2 separate regions of the Mus musculus genome follow, and region 2 is linked to region 1. A link is a contact called in public Micro-C data. All regions are on one chromosome and are shown on one strand. The core of a region is the stretch at or near the end of the contact, and the rest is flanking DNA. Distances in the headings are between cores, read along the strand shown.

Region 1 (5,045 bases), core at 1,095-3,594:
CCTGAACATTGACATTGGGTATCTTCCTTAGACTCCTTCAATCTTTTTTTTTCTTTTTTATTACGAATTTTCTTCAATTACATTTCCAATGCTAACCCAAAAAGTACCCCCCTCCCTCCCCCACTCCCCTACCCATCCATTCCCATTTTTTGGCCCTGGCATTCCCCTGTACTGGGGCATATAATGTTTGCCTGACCAATGGGCCTCTCTTTCCAGTGATGGCCGACTAGGTCATCTTTTGATACATATGCAGCTAGAGTCAAGAGCTCTGGGGTACTGGTTAGTTCATAATGTTGTTCCTCCGATAGGGTTGCAGATCTCTTTAGCTCCTTGGATACTTTCTCTAGCTCCTTCATTGGGGGCCCTGTGGTCCATCCAATAGTTGACTGTGAGCATCCACTTCTGTGTTTGCTAGGCCCCGGCCTAGTCTCACAAGGGACAGCTATATCACCATCCTTGCAACAAAGGCTTGCTAGTGTATGCAATGGTGTCATCGCTTGGAGGCTAATTATGGGATGGATCCCTGGATATGGCAGTCTCTAGATGGACCATCCTTTTGTCTCAGCTCCAAACTTTGTCTCTGTAACTCCTTCCATGGGTGATCCTTTAAGATAGGGTCACTTAATGAGCCTTAAGATCAGTGATTTGCTGGAAAGAGAGGCCCATTGGACACGCAGACTTTGTGTGCCCCGGTACAGGGGAACGCCAGGGCCAAAGGGGGGGAGTGGGTGGGTAGGGGAGTGGGGGTGGGTGGGTAAGGGGGACTTTTGGTATAGCATTGGAAATGTAAATGAGCTAAATACCTAATAAAAAATGGAAAAAAAAAAAAAAAGATCAGTGATTTGTATAGGCTAGCTGGTTAGTAAGCTCCAGGTACCTGCCTGCCTCTGCTCCCCTGACCCTTGGCCATGGGATTGCAAGGATGTGCTACCACACCCAGGTTTTACACAGGGCCTAAGGATCCCAACACAGAGCGTTAGCCTCATGCAGCAAGCACTTTACCCACTGAGCTATCACCCTTGCCCCTCTCTTCAGTTTCCTCTAACTTTGTCACAGAACCAACCGCTTACTTCAGATACCGAAGCTCTGAAGGGAGTGATGTAGTACCAGTGTGACTGGGGTCCCTTTGGTATAGCTTCATAGCTTGGATGCTGTTGGTGCACTAGGAACTGACACAATGTCTTTGTTAGTCTGAGCTTGAAACTCGGACACCCACGTCCCCCCAAGGTCTTTCCTTAATTAATCTTGCTTTCTGTTATGAACACATTATGTTTGCATTGATCCTTTATTTCCATTCATTTAATTATTCTTCAGTACTAGGGGCTGAACACAGGCGCCCTCACAGGCTGAGCCTGTGCCTGGCAACCGAGCAACTCTCCCACCACCTACCGTAATCTTTAGATTATTTATCGAATGCTTTCGAATGCTGCTCCTGGTGCATATAAAGACAGAGTCGCATTATCCTCCACGGGCTTCAGAGAGTGAGGCTGAATGGAGCTGAAGGGGTTCTCTTTCATGGGGTCTCCTATGTCACCCAACAGAATTGTCCCTCTAGGCTGCTGTTGGGATTATTCTGGAATGATCCAGTGCACCCTCACTTTTCTTTTTCACAGCATGGAATTCACATTCTCATCAATGCTCTGCAGTTTGTTTTAGTTTTAAAGTTATCCTTTGGAAATATAATACATGTGTATAATATATTGGGAGATTTTTGCCCCTACCCGATTTTTCCTCCAGTTCCTCCTGTATCCACCCAAACATCCTCATATATATACACACCACACACACATATATATCATATACATATGTATACATCATATACATCATATATATATGTATATATATACACACACACACACACAGACATACATATATCCCACTGAGTCCAATTAGTGTTGCCCCATATATACATGGGTAAAGGGCCATCCTCTGGACCACAATCAACTTATCACACAGCACTCTTGGGGAAAACCTACTCTCCCTCCTTGAGTAACTATCGGCTGCCAATATCTCCTCAGTCTTGGAGGGGGAAGTGGGTTGTGATATGCTCCCCTTCCATGCTCAAATGTTGGATGTCTTGATCATGTACAGGTCTTATATAGACAACCACAGCTACTCTGCCTCCGTGAATGTAACAGACCTGTCCTGTTTTACCCTGATTCTCTCTAACCTCTGGTTTTTACAGTCTTTGTATGACGTTGACTCAGGCTTAGGTGCCTGAAAGTGGAGGTGTTTCCACTTACTATGCCTCATTAACTTGAAATATTAATTCTAACATAAAACACTTCCTTGTCCAAAGGCTGGGTACACATGGGCCTCTGTCATATTACTGTCCCTTGCCTGCCTCTGTGTGCCAGTTAGCAAACAGCAGTGAGTTGTTGGAGCTCAGGAAAGGTAAACATGTCCAGCAATGCTTCCTCCGGAGCAAACTGGAGCTAATGACATCAACTTATGGCCCAGATGGAGAAGCAGGGGTCATTTATCTGAACCAATAACAAAACAAATGGGAAACATTTGGAAAGGTACAAACACACAAACCCGCAGCTCCCAGGACTGGGCCCTGGATGAGCAAGAACCAGCCAGTCTGTGATTTGCCTTTGTACTGTCTCCTGTTTCCTGATGGAGGACACAGAAATCTCTCTCTCTCTCTCTCTCTCTCTCTCTCTGTGTGTGTGTGTGTGTGTGTGTGTGTGTGTGTGTGTGTGTGTGCATAGCAGTTTCATTCATAGGTGTGCAAGCATGAGCTGCGGAGAGAGCCATCAAAGTGGACAGATAATGATGAAGAGTCCCTTCTATATTAATGATTAGCAGAGCTCTTCTTAGGCCTATCTTCTCAACCAGAGTCAACCCTGACCTCCCACATTTATCATCCCAGTGCCCACTTTCAGCAGGAACCCTGATAAGCCATTCCCTGGGAGCTTATCAAGTTCCTGACCACTGCTTCTCTTGCTGCACTTAATGCATACATTTTGGGTGTGCAAGAATAGTGCTTTGCCAGTTTAGAAACAATTTACCTATCTTTGATGTCTCTTTGTACTAACTTTACATCATTGAGAGTGTAACTGAGTATTTAAGCACAGAGGACACCGAGGTCTTGTGTAGTGTGCAGAAAGGAAATATCTGACAGCATTAAAACAGCATAAAGTCAGGAAAATCTAATAACACAATTCTTTTACAAAGCATGTCATGGCATAATACCACCCTTCTGGGGATGATGATGAGCTAAAGATATATATACTATTAAATCTGAAGCAATATTAAAATATTTAACCAAAGGGTAATAGTGAAAAAGTCAACCAAGAAGGGAAATAGTACTCATTAAAAAAAAAAATCTTAAACTTGCTACTGGAGAGGCAGCTCAGTAGTTTAGAGCACTGGATGCTCTTGCAGAGGACTTGAGTTCTATTCTCCGCACCCAATAGCATCTCACTACCAACTGTAACCTCAGTTCCAGGGGATCTGATATCCTCTTCTGAATTATGTAATCACTGTACACACATGGTACATAGATATAAGTGCTTGCAAAACACTCATACATATAAAAATAAATCTATAACAATAATGATTCCAAACAAAGAAGAAAATAAAATAATGAGCAGAGATCAGACATAATGAAGAATGAAAGAACAACACTATGAAATTAAATGTAAAGATATTGAGTGCTGGCATCACATGTAAACATTCAAGTCATGCTAGTCATAAGGCAGAGATTGCAAGACTGGATTTTGCATGGTAAAATTCCTTTGAAACATAAATACATGAAGAATTAGTTAATTTCTTGTCTGTTGCTTAACTAAGTACCTGAAGCCACAGGCTTTTTTTTCCTCAAAGAAGTTTACTTAGCTCACGTTTTTGAGGGCTGCTATTCCTGATGAGAGCCTCTTAATCTGGTCACAGCATGGCAGACAATGAAAAAGGAGTTACTACAGGGACTCACAAGAAGCTTAAGTTTCAGGACCACATTTATTCTTCTCATAGCACTTGGTCTCATGGGAACTGACTGGTATCCTATAAGAAGTACATTAATTCCTTCCAGAGGCTGCACTCTTGGAAACTCAGTCATCTCCCACTATATTAAGCTCCCAACATCTGTTTTCACCATCACATTAGAGGGAAGAAGCTTCCAAAACATGGACCTTTAGTGGGCACACTCCTGTCATGTCCTAGTCACAAAAAAATAGGTTCAAGATAAAAAGATGGGGAAATACCATGGTCATCTAGATAAATCAGGGTAAAAGACTGCCAGAAAGATGGAGTGGATTTACCTGTCATTGCAGGAAGATATGTTTTATATCCAAGAATAATACACAGCTAAAGAAGTCATTTCATAAGGAAAAGATATAAGTTGATTAAGATGGTATGATTCTCGGAAATTTTTTTTCAGTTTTTTTTATTAGGTATTTTCCTCATTTACATTTTCAATGCTACCCAAAGGTCCCCCATACCCACCCCCCAATCCCCTACCCACCCACTCCCCCTTTTTGGCCCTGGCGTTCCCCTGTACTGGGGCATATAAAGTTTGCAAGTCCAATGGGCCTCTCTTTGCAGTGATGGCCGACTAGGCCATCTTTTGATACATATGCAGCTAAAGACAAGAGCTCCCGGGTACTGGTTAGTTCATATTGTTGTTCCACCTATAGGGTTGCAGTTCCCTTTAGCTCCTTGGGTAATTTCTCTAGCTCCTCCATTAGGGGCCGTGTGACCCATCCAATAGCTGACTGTGATCATCCACTTCTGTGTTTGCTAGGCCCCGGCATAGTCTCACAAGAGAGAGCTATAACTGGGTCCTTTCAGCGAAATCTTGCTAGTGTATGCAATGGTGTCAGCATTTGGAAGCTGATTATGGGATGGATCCCTGCATATGGCAGTCACTAGATGGTCCCGTAAATTTTATGCAGAAGACAAGACATCAAAGCACATAGCATGCAAGCTGGTGTAGCATCAGCGAGAAGAAGGTGAGTCAGAATTACAGCTGAAGAACTCAATGCCCATCATCTGTTCATAATTAATAGATGCAGAAACAGAACAAATAGGAATAAAGAGCC
Region 2 (5,045 bases), core at 681-3,180, 220 kb before region 1:
TCCAGCCCTGGTGCTTCTAGAAAGCACAGTTGTTAATCTGAGTATAAAAGTGGGATCAGAAGGAGACTCCCAACTCCCCCAGCATCCTTCACTTCCAACCTCCCAGCATCCTTCACTCCCAACTCCCCCAGCATCCTTTACTCCCAACCTCCCAGCATCCTTCACTCCCATTCCCACCCCCAGCATCCTTCACTCCAAGTGAGAAAACTGTCCTTCAGTGTCAAAAACCAGGAAGATTTGAGGACATAAAAATTTTACTTTTCTAAAGGGCAGGGCTTTCCAGTCCTTTGTTAGAAAGTGTGAATATTTCTGGTCAATTAATATAGTCATTATGGAGACCTCTATGGAGCCTCTTCAGTAAAATAGAAATAGATTCTCTGTATAACCCAGCGTTTCCACCCCTGGAAATATATCCAGGGGAAATGTAATCCGTCTGTGGAAGAGACACCTGTAAATCTATGATTATTGCTGCACTACCCACAACAGCCAGATTGCTTATTAACATGGGTGAATAACTAAACAAGTGGATAAAGAAATTGTGACTTTAGTGGAATACTATTTAGATTAGACATAGAAAGAATACAGCCCTGTCATTTGTGGCAAGATGGATGAAACTGGAAGGCATTGTGTTAAATAAAATAAGCCAGATGCAGAAAAAAAAAAGTGCTGTCTGCATTCTATATGCAACTTTGCCTTAGTGGTCAGAGGACCTGAGTTCAAATCCCCAGCACCCATGGAAATTATGGCAATTTTTTAAAGTCCAGCACATAAAATGTGAAAACAGAGAATCGTTGGAGTAATCCTGGCTAGCTAGACCAACTCTGGGCATGAGTGGAAAAACTGCCTCAAAATAAAATGTGATGAAGGGCATTGTTTGCTCTTGCAGAGGATCCGAGTTTGATTCCCAACACCTACATCAGGACGTTCACAGCACCTACGTCAGGAGTTCACAGCTACCTGTAACTCCAGCTCCAGGAGATCTGATGCCTGGGGCCTCCACTGGCATTGCAGGCATGTGCTCAACCCCCATACACACATACTCATAACTAAAAATAAAATATGTCTTAAACAAAAAGTGAAGAGTGATTGAGGAAGACACCTGATGCGCTCATGATGTGCATACACAGGTGCATGTGCACACATATGCACCTGTGCCCATATACACATGTTCCTGCACATATGTGAACATGTATGCTGTACACACTGCACCTATAAAATAGAATACAATTAAAACAAAAAAGAAAAGTCAAATTTTATAAATGGAGACAGGATTTGATCAGTGCCCACTGTAGCCCTGAGCAGGGACATCACACTGTAACATGCTATTAAAAAGGAAGGAAGGAAAAAAAAAAAAACAAAAAAAAACAAAAGAAAAAAAAAACGATTTAAAGAGCCGAGCAGGGTGGCGCACGCCTTTAATCCCAGCACTTGGGAGGCAGAGGCAGGCGGATTTCTGAGTTCGAGGCCAGCCTGGTCTACAAAGTGAGTTCCAGGACAGCCAGGGCTACACAGAGAAACCCTGTCTCGAAAAAACAAAAAAGGGGGGTGGGGAGAGAGGGAGGGAGGGAGGGAGGGAGGGAGGGAGGGAGAGAGAGAGAGAGAGAGAGAGAGAGAGAGAGAGAGAGAGAGAGAGAGAGAGAGAGAGAGAGAGAGAAACTTGAAGAGGAATTCCTGCAGTCAACATCACAGAATACTATCCACCCACCCACCTTACAATTCCCTGTTCTGTGTATATTTCAGAACCACAGAGATTTAGATGCCATGTGAAAGAGAGGAACCAGATGTGAAATATCCTGGCAGAGAGGGCTGTCTGGGCCACCTTTTGCTTTCGATAAGAGAGGAAATAGGGTGGACTATGAAGGATCAGGAAGCCGCTGATGGCCAGGTGTACCCTGCATTTCAGGAAACAACCAGCAGGTGGCGGAGAAGCATGGCTCCCTCCTGTGTCTGCAGAGAAGAGCAGAGCTGCGCAGCTGCAGGGGCTGCAGAGCTGTGCAGGGGAGCCTGGCTCGGGAGCCCAAGCAAGAAATGACCCGTGGGAGCTCCCGTCTTTCTTCTGTGCTCTTGAAGCCAACTTGTCCTGAACGCTGGCTTTCTGCCAAACCTCGTTCAGCTACGTGCAAGTGCACTCCTGGACTACGGGGGTTCCTAAGCCTCTCCCACCTTCCAGCTGACCTGTTTATTCCAGAACAGGTTCTTTCTGCTCACTTCCCTGATATGCAGAGTCCATCTTCCTTCTACCTTCATTAAAAATTCAAAATCAAACATTATAAAATAATGCCACTGCCTTCGGGAGGGTGCCTGCTGTGGCTTTTCTATTTATTTATTTTTCTTTCCTTTACACCTGATTTGTGAGATTGTTATAAAAAGGGCTCTGAGCCAGACCAACGACATCAAATAAATGCTAGCATGGGTAATCAAAATGCCTGAGTTCCCGAGGCACCCAGAGGTGCTGTCCTAGTTAGGGGTCTGTTAGGCACTCTTCAGGACGTTGTCACCCATGCTGGACAGCAGAACAATTGGCTGTGTTGTTACATCCTCAGATTGTCTCTAATTTTGTACATTCTGGGATTGCCCTGTCAGAAAGGATTCAGTCATTGTGCTTTGTTAGGGGCACGAGATGACACCAATATGATTTCCAACCCTAGTCTCACCTCTCCCTGCAAGTCTGCCCTACCCCTTCCTGTCACCTAATTAGCATGTACCCGCTCGAGAGGGGTTGGCGCCAGACTCGGGCTTACACCTGCGCTGATGTTGTTTATGATTATGACAACGGCACACCGGAAACCGGCGCCATCTTAGAGTTGGCTTCCTACGTGTGTGTGTGTGTGTGTGTGTGTGTGTGTGTGTGTGTGTGTGTAGGATAGTAGAACTTAGAACATTGCATGTACTAGGCAAGTGCTCTACCACCAAGCCACACCCTACTGGCCAGTGTTTGTCTCTCTCTGTCTGGCTTGCTGTCGTCTTTCATCTGATTGCACAAATTGCAACATTTCCTTTTTCTTATGGATGGGACTATTCCATCAGTGTAATACATAAAGTACATTTCATGTTTTCTCTTTTATTTCATATGTGTATGCATATATGTATAAGTGTGTGTAAGTGTGTATGCATATGTCTGTGTGTGTGTATGTGTGTGTATGTTTGTGTGTGTATTTGTGTGGTTGTGTGTGCATGTGTGACCCGTGGTACATATGTGAAAGTCAGGTGACAACTTGTAGGAACTGGTGTTCTCCTTTCTCCATGTGAGTCCTGTGGCTCAAACAGTTCAGTGGGATTAGCCACAAGCACCACTACCTACTGAGATATTTCACTGGCCCCTATTTTCTTTATCAACTCTTCTGCTAACAAACACCCAGGCAGCTCCTACACTTGGTCCATCCTGCAGCTGCTTTGATGCCAGTAGGAGTAGGTTGCAAATATTGGTGTGTAGTACATGTTATGTATAAACCCAGCAGTGGGATTTGCTGAGTCACACCACAGGTTGTTTTTAAAGTATGAAGAAACTATTCTGTTTCCTGCAGAGACCACAGCACTTTAAATACCCGTAAAGTGTAAAGGTTCTAATTTTTCCACCTCACCGTCTATTCTTACCTTTTATCTCCTTGGCAACAGCATCCGGAGGTGTGGGATGGTATCTGGTGGTCTGAATGAGAAACGTCCCCACAGGTTCAGGTGTTTGAATGCTTTGTCCCCAGTTGGTGAAGCTGTTTGGGGAGGTTATGGAACCTTTAGGATGTTCAGGCTTGCTGGAGGAAGTGTGTCACGGGGAGCCACCTTTAGTGGTGCTCCACTTCCTGTTCTCTCTGTCTGCTTCCTGTATGGGATGAAAATGTCATCAGCCAGTGTCTTGTTCCTGCTTCCAAGCTCTCCTTGTCTGTTGCCAGGCCTTTCTCGCCATGATGGAATTTTATATTTATAAACATTTTCTCCCATTCTGTGGGTCACCTAACACTTCGTGGTTGTCAGTTTCCCCTGTGGAAACTTATTAGTTGAATGATGTCTAAGTGTTTGGGTTTTTTTTGTTTTGTTTTTGTTTTTGCTTTTTAATTTTCATGGCTGGAGAGTGGCCCAGCCAATAAAATACTTGTCCTGCAAGCATGAGGACCCGAGTTCAGGTCCCTAGGACCCATGTAAACCCAAGCATGGCAGCTTATCTCTATAACCCCAGCAATGGGGAAGTGGAGATACGAGCCCCCCACCCCCCGGGCTCATCGGCAGGAAGCCTAGTGGAATTGATGAGTTCCAAGTTCAGTGAGAGACCTTGTCCCGAAGAGTGACTTGTAGGTCAGCTCTGACGACCATAAATATTTAAGTTTTGTTTTTATGGTGAAGTACCTCTTGCATTTCTGAAGGATATTTTGCTGACATAACATTCTGAACAGGATTATTATTTTCTTCCAGAATCTTCCAGGACCCACCCCACATCTGCTGAGAATTTTGCTGATAGCCTCATGGAACCCACTTTATATGTGGCTAGTGGTCTGTCTCTTGTTGGTTTCAAAATTCTCTTTGCCTTTGGTTCCCACCCCAACCTAATTTGCTTATATATAACATGTCTTGGGGTAATCTTTGAGTTTATCTTGTCTAGAAGTTTCTGCACTTCATGGATCTGGGCATTCAAATCCCTCTTGAGATTTGAATGGTTTTTCTGTGGTCTTTCTTATGTTTTTGCGTCCCATTGTTGAGTGTGGTTTTTAGTGTCCTGTATTTCTGATCCAAGTTTCCACAGTTTCTGTCTGTATTTTTCTAGCTAGTTGATTTCCAGCCTTATATCTCTGAGTTGGTTATTTCTTATCCATGACCACACCAGCTGTCTTTGCTGATTGAACTTTGGGGTTCTTTCAATGTGTTTGTCGCCTGTGGAATTTCTGTTTGACTCATGGTTCATGATTTCTGTTTATTATCCTTATTATTTTGTTTACATATTACTTTCCTGGTTTTTCATTTTTGTATCTTCTTGTGGGGTTTTTCCAACTCATTGAGTTGATTGGAGTCTTTCCTGGGCCGTTCAAAGATTTTATTCCTTAGGGTCAGTTAGTTGC

What was found. Hi-C and Micro-C count contacts between places; a contact is called where the count stands out from the background.
Region 2: a contact with region 1 is called in a Micro-C map of the AtT-20 cell line, with 3 times the contacts expected there. The contact joins two enhancer-like sites. A contact is called at or near these places in 6 of 484 Hi-C or Micro-C datasets (the AtT-20 cell line, cortical neurons, embryonic stem cells and 3 more).

What each region holds. Positions count from the first base shown.
Region 1 is chr16:97,049,845-97,054,889 of GRCm38.p6, reverse strand. All of the region lies in intron 2 of Dscam (DS cell adhesion molecule), which reads left to right. Among named protein-coding and RNA genes, the nearest start is that of Dscam, 120 kb to the left of the region's middle. Within about 2 kb of position 2,344, at least 4 of the 459 cell types and tissues checked have an H3K27ac peak or open chromatin away from gene starts, as enhancers often do. A contact at or near this core is called in the AtT-20 cell line, where this site is marked.
Region 2 is chr16:97,269,351-97,274,395 of GRCm38.p6, reverse strand. No RefSeq gene overlaps it. Among named protein-coding and RNA genes, the nearest start is that of Bace2, 85 kb to the left of the region's middle. Within about 2 kb of position 1,930, at least 38 of the 459 cell types and tissues checked have an H3K27ac peak or open chromatin away from gene starts, as enhancers often do. A contact at or near this core is called in the AtT-20 cell line, where this site is marked.